2 separate regions of the Sus scrofa genome follow, and region 1 is linked to region 2. Evidence: chromatin contacts called from public promoter capture Hi-C data. All regions are on one chromosome and are shown on one strand. Each heading gives the region's core, a stretch centred on a gene start, on an enhancer-like site or on the middle of the called end of the contact. The rest is flanking DNA. Distances are from core to core; before and after follow the strand shown. Region 1 holds the start of TEC (tyrosine-protein kinase Tec). Region 2 overlaps TEC (tyrosine-protein kinase Tec).

Region 1 (3,327 bases), core at 399-2,898, 110 kb before region 2:
CCTACACTGCAGCTTGTGGCAACACGGGATCCTTAACCCACTAAGTGAGAGGCCAGGGATCAAACTCATATCCACTAGTTGGGTTCTTAACCCACTGAGCCACAACAGGAACTCCCTTACCTTTTCTGGATCAGTCAATTTGATGAAAATTCTAAGTCCTCTCACTTACACATATATATGTGTGTGAGCATTTTGTCTAGGGAGAAAACCAACTTTATTACCATAATTATATGATTACAACTCTTCCCCTCTACACACACACACAATTTTTTGCACCTTTGGAAAAAAGTTCCTAACCTCTGTTCCCTCAAAGAACACCTGCCCTGAGGGAAATTATATCAACTAGTCAACAGAAGGCAGAAGAGACTGGGGCAGGGAGGAAAGAAGATCACAAAAGGGACATTTTACAGGATTTATTCTGATAGGTCATCATACTTGAGGCCCTCACCTCAGTGGAAGAGGATTTTGGAATCAAAAAGCCTTGGTTCAAACCTGTGCCCTCTTCCCACCCCTCCCCTACCCCCTAATCCTTTCTCTAATGCATTGTATGACTTTAGGCAAATCATTATTCATTAGATTTTTTTTTCCCCCTCTGGAAAATGGAATCTTATCAGACCTCTTCTAAGGGTTACTGAATGATCAAACGAGAGATAACATAGGAAGACATGATTCTAGGTCTCCAGTAAGCACAAGGCACAATGATGCTTAATGTATGTGCCTTTCCCTTTGCTTCATCTTCAGGCTTTCGGCTTGCCCTACCATTTAGCTCTCAGCTACAGTGTCACCTCCTCTGAGCCATCTCTCCTTCCTCATCACTCTCAATTCTATCACCCTGCTTTAAATTAGTCAGGATGCTTCTCAGGTGTGCAATGGCTTCACTTTTACCTGCTTATTGATGACTGATTGACTACCCCCCCACCACTAGTCTAAAAGCTCGTCCAAGGCAGGAGTTCCCATTGCAACTCAGTGGGTTAAGAATCTGACTAGTATCCATGAGGATGTGGGTTCCATGCCTAGCCTCACTCGGTGGGTTAAAGATCCAGCATTGCCACCAGCTGGGATGTAGGTCACAGATGCGGTTTAGATCTGGTGTTGCTGTGGCTTAGGCTGGCAGCTACAGCTCCTATTTGAGCCCTAGCCTGGGAACTCCCATATGCCACAGGGCCGAGACCTCGTCTTGTATTATTGCGGGCTTCTAACAGCTCATGGGACAGATGGACACTCAAATTTTGGTGAGTCAGGAGAGCAGTGGTTCAGAGCCTGGAATCAGGAGGAGGGCTTCTGGGATGTGAATCCCAGCTTTTCAATTTACTGGTTAGCTGACATTAGGCAGGTTAACTCTCTGTGCCTCATTTTCAGCCTATGTATAATGGGCGATTCTGATAAAACATAAATTTATTAGACATGTTAATGCGGGTAATACATTTAGAAGAGTGCCTGGCACAAAGTTAAGTCTTATATAAGGGCAGTTGTTATCCTTCAGTGAGTGAATAAAGTGTAACTACAATAGTGAGGCCACGTGACCCTGTAAGTGTTTCAGATACGCTCTGCTGCTTCAGGTTTGACAGTAAAAAGACTTATTCTTTTAGTAAAACTTGTTGCTTCGCTCCACCGCACCGCATCACCCACCTGGCTTGCCACGAGTTAGCTGAAGGGGAGGTGCGGTACCTAATTCCGACAGAGCCCCGGGTCACCCACAGGTGGCACTGCGCGGGGTTCTCCCGGCCTGGGGGTGTCCTCATCCTCGCACCGCGGTTCTGGGGTTGGGGGAGGAGGCCCAGCGCGCCGTCCGAAACACCAGGGAAGTTTCTTCGACTCTCCCCATACTCCAGTTGGGTCGCGGGAGCCCTGGCGCGTATCCGACCCACTCTGGCCATTTGTTTCAGACCCGCAGTAGGGCGGTGGGAACAGGTCGCCGCCGGTCTCGGTGAGCGGGGGCGGGGCGGTAGAGAGGCGGGGCGGGGAGCGCAGGGGCGGGGCCGGAGGGCAGGGGCGTGGCTGGATATCAGGGGCGGGGTCGGAGAGCAGGGGCGGGGGGGACTCGGGACTCCGTGGCGCTGGCAGACCTCACGTCTCCCGGGCTCGGCGCAGCCGGCGCACTCCAGCCAGGTAAGGGCGCCGAGGACCGACGAGGGCGGCCCGGGGACTGGGCGACTCTGGGCGGGGAAGGGTGGGGACGGAGATGCACGCGCCAAGAGGAGTCTTCTACAAACCCAGAGACGTGGAACTAAAAACGATTTTCTCTCTTCTGTGCCGCTGTGAGTGGGGACGTGCCGCGGCAGGTGAGGACCCCTGCTCCTGCGGTCCAGGAAGGGACAGGTGCACGTCCCAGCGTAGCCGCGCCTTCCGGCGGCCGCCGCCTCTCCGCCTCTCGGGCTCGGGCACTGGCCTCTACCGAGGAACACCCGCCCCTTTCCCCTTGGGTCTCTGGACCAAGGCCGCCCCTCGGCAAATTCGGCATTGGGTTCGCTTCTCAGCTGCGCCGCGGGGTTGATTCCTTCTCTCAGCTTGATTGAATCCGCCGAGGCTTGGCAGAATCCACCGAGACTTTCCAGAGTTGCACGTATCCTAAGTGCCTCACATTACTAGCCTTACGTTTTTCATCTGGGAAATTGTGTTTGAACCTTGAAAAAAGGGGTCTGGTGAATAAATATATTGGAAAAGCTAGGGCCTTGACTCGGTGTGTGTGGGGGGGGCGGCGGCAGCGTGAGCTTTCCCTCGGATCCTAAATTTCCTTTTGGTTTGATTTTTTTGTTTGTTTCGTTTTCATGGAAGAATAACACGTTGCTGTGTATCAGGTTCAGAAACAGCCTCATCTATTGCCATTCTTTGGAGACTGGAATATTTGATTAGAAGCTTGGGTCTCAATGTTAAGTCGGAACAACAGGATGACTGGTGGCTAAGTGGGTTTGAAGCTGGTCCAAAATAGTTAAGTGTTTTCAGCATATACCCTGTGTTTTTCCAGAGAGTGCCCATTTTTCCTGTTAGGAAATTCTGAGAATTTATTCTCTTCTAGATGATTCTCCCCTAAAGAGCTGGATAGGAAAAAACAGCCCCAACCAAACAGTAGGTTTCCCAGATAAGTTTAGGATTTAGCAGGTTAGTGTGTGACGCTAGTAGCTCAGCTGGCGAGAGTCACATGTAGTTTGGAGTGTCATGATTTCTGTGGAGAAAAGAAGTGTGTGTAATTTTCTCATTACGTATTTGAGAATAGTTTTTAGTTTAAGGTACATTTTCATTGTTTAGGCAAGACCTATACTTTCCCAATACTCCAATTAATCTGATCAATGTATTGCTTCTCTCGCCAGCTTTAGATGATTACTGCAT
Region 2 (3,147 bases), core at 386-2,885:
GGGCTGGCATCTGGACCACAGCTCTCCTGCTCACCACGTTCTCCCTCCATCTCACCCCAGCGAGTCTTCTTCCCGAAGGATGCATTCAGCAGAGCCGCTCTTGTCTTTTCCCCTTGGTCAGTGGTCAGTATCGTAGAAGAGCAAGAGAGGCCACAGAGAACCATTGGGAAATAGCACAAGTCGATTCATCTTCTCTTTGTCTCTCCCGCCTTCCTTCTTTCCTTCCTGTATCCTACCCCTCAGGGTCTGAGTGTATTTCCTAGAGAGGGGAGAGCATCCTTTCTGAGGAACCTGCAAAAGCCATAAAAATGACCACTCAGAATAGGGTTTGTGCCATGGATTCCTCTTCTTCCCTTATTTGCTTTATCCCTTCCCAGGAGCTTGAATATACCAAGTGAGGAAAGGATCTTATTCTTTCTCTGAGTATCTTACAACTAACTCCTCTTGAGAGCCACCGTCTAGCTGTACGTGAACGTGAGACTAAACCACCATTCCTTACTCTTACTGTGAAGATGTGGGCTTGGATCACCTGTTATTAATAGTTTTTTTTCTTCAGTCTTTCAGGTCCTGTTGGTTTATAATGTATAATGAGAGCTCCAGTTACCTCTCCTAATTAATTTTTATGATGGTTTTTTGGTATCCTGACAGATAGTGCTTGTATCAGTGAAAAGGATTTGGGGATAGAGTCCATCCTGTTGTCCTTATTTATTTTATTTCTCAACTGCATTCAGAAGTTGATTCATCAGCGAGTTCTCTGGTGGCTTAATGGTTAAGGACTCAGCATTGTCACTGTGGCTTGGGTTCAGTCCTTGACCTGAGAACTTCTGCATGCCACAGATACAGCCAGAAAAGAAAATAAAAGTAAAAGAAAGAAAGTGATTGATTGATCAGAACTGCACTTTTGGAGTTCCCGTTGTGGCTTAGTGGTTAACAAACCCAGCTAGTATCCATGAGGATGCAGGTTCAATCCCTAGCCTTGCTTAGTAGGTTAAGGATCTGGCGTTGCCATGAGCTGTGGTGTATGTCGCAGACGTGGCTGAGATCCTGCATTGCTGTGGCTGCGGTGTAGGCCAGCAGCCGTAGCTCTAATTCGACCCCACATGCTGTGTATGCAGCCCTAAAAACACAAGACAAAAGACAAAAAAAAAAAAAAAAAAAAACCAAAAAACTGCAGCTTTGTTAAACTTGGTCTCTGTTTATAAAATGGGGACCATAGCAGTGAGATCTCAATACCCACAATCCTGAAACCTGGTTAATCACTTCAGGGTCCAATTAAAATAACAGTTATCAGCTGGTATTGGGATTATAATTTGTGTTTGGCCAGTACAACTGCGTAAAAAAATCCAGACTAAACAAAGATCTTGTATTTTGTTCTTTGTATTTTTCCCTTCCTCAGTCAGGGAAAGCCTGTGTGTTTGCTAGGCCAAAAGCCATTGCTGTTTGTTTTTTTTGTGTTTGTTTGTTTTTATAAACGGCTAAAGCAATGGTGGAAAACTTGCATGTTTAGAGGCCCAGGTGGGGCTCAGGGTCCACTAGGTTCGGCTCAGGACTGCCAGCCTGCAGCTCCCAGGGCGGTCCGTGCCCTGGTTCCGCCCCTGCACCCAGGTCACAGACGGGGGAGGAGAGGACCAGAGCATGTGCTGTGGGAAAGAAGCTGGTTTCATAACACTGGACTCCTCAGGAAATGTGACTGTGGTAGAGGGTTCGCCTCCCGTTAAAGGCCATCTGAAATAAAACAAAACAAACAAAAACCCAAGATTAAATCTGACAGTCTTGAGTTCCCATTGTGGCGCAGTGGTTAACAAATCTGACAAGAACCATGAGGTTGCAGGTTTGGTCCCTGGCCTTGTTCAGTGGATTAAGGATTCGGTGTTGCTGTGAGCTGTGGTGTAGGTCGCAGACACGGCTCGGATCCCACTTTGCTGTGGCTGTGGTGTAGGCTGGCAGCTACAGTGTTGATTAGACCCCTAACCTGGGAACCTCCATATGCTGTGGGTGCGGCCCTAAAAAGACAAAAAAATAAAAAATAAAAATAATAAAAAAAATAAAGCTGACAGTCTGAGTCCATCTTTATTGGCCAGCTTGCTTCTAATCCCATGGAGAGATTGGTCTGGGGGCAGTAGGGATAGGGGCGTGCTCTGAGGATGCTGTGGGAGATGGCAGTATCCATCTTTCCTTAAGAAAGATGTCCCAAGGGTTAAGAAGGTGCACCAAAAAAATAAAATAAAAAATAAAAAAAAAAAAGAGGAGTTCCCATCGTGGCGCAGTGGTTAACAAATCCGACTAGGAACCATAGGGTTGCGGGTTCGATCCCTGGCCTCACTCAGTGGGTTAAGGATCCAGCGTTACCGTGAGCTGTGGTGTAGGTTGCAGACGCCGCTCGGATCCCACGTTGCTGTGGCTCTGGTGTAGGTCGGCAGCTACAGCTCCGATCCGACCCCTAGCCTGGGAACCTCCATATGCCACAGGAGCAGCCCAAAGAAATAGAAAAAGACAAAAAAAAAAAAAAAGAAGGGGCACCGATATGCAGGGGCTTGGCACAGAGTGGTGGCACAGACTCAGTGGGAACACAGGTGCCACTGCTTAACCAGTGGCCTTGGTGGACTTTCCACCATAGACCTTCCAATGGCTGCCAGGGGTTGGGGTGGTGCTAGAACCAGTAAGTCTGGAAGACCCATGAGCTCTTCTGATTTGCTCTGTTTCTTTCAACACTTGGGACCTTCATGGGGGAACCTTTGTAATGACCTGAGATGAATCTACTGCCTCTTGGTTGGATGGGGGCTTGAGATTTAACTTGAATTAAAGACAATAATGTAAAGTGACATTTCCTACATATGCGAGCCTATGGGGTAAAGTTCATTCTTGCTGTTATAATAGTGAAAAATTGGAAATGATTTTTATGTGAAATAATGAAGACTAGCTTAAATTATGGCAATCCAGGCCATAATGCATAGAACTAGATTGCTTTGCAAAAAGATGTTTATCATGTACTAGTATATGAAAAACTCAGATTATAATGTAGCAAGTATAGTTTGATCCCACTTTAATTTTTTAAAAAAGAATATTGACATGCGTATGTGTCTTCATAAAAATATGGGTAGAAAAAGTCTGGAAGTAGGTAGTACAAATGTTGATAGTGTGTTTCTG

What was found. Promoter capture Hi-C pulls out the DNA fragments that hold promoters and counts their contacts.
Region 1: a contact with region 2 is called in a promoter capture Hi-C map of liver, with 9 times the contacts expected there. The contact joins the promoter of TEC here to the enhancer-like site in region 2. A contact is called at or near these places in 2 of 5 promoter capture datasets (fetal liver and liver), 7 of 47 Hi-C or Micro-C datasets (alveolar macrophages, blood, embryonic fibroblasts and 1 more) and 1 of 2 datasets of contacts at active chromatin or transcription factors (alveolar macrophages).

Annotation. Positions count from the first base shown.
Region 1 is chr8:38,180,580-38,183,906 of Sscrofa11.1, reverse strand. It overlaps TEC (tyrosine-protein kinase Tec), which reads left to right and starts at 1,648. Exons shown (of 18, transcript XM_013978657.2): 1 at 1,648-1,927.
Region 2 is chr8:38,070,864-38,074,010 of Sscrofa11.1, reverse strand. All of the region lies in intron 8 of TEC (tyrosine-protein kinase Tec), which reads left to right. Among named protein-coding and RNA genes, the nearest start is that of TXK, 25 kb to the right of the region's middle. Within about 2 kb of position 1,635, at least 2 of the 83 cell types and tissues checked have an H3K27ac peak or open chromatin away from gene starts, as enhancers often do. A contact at or near this core is called in alveolar macrophages and liver, where this site is marked.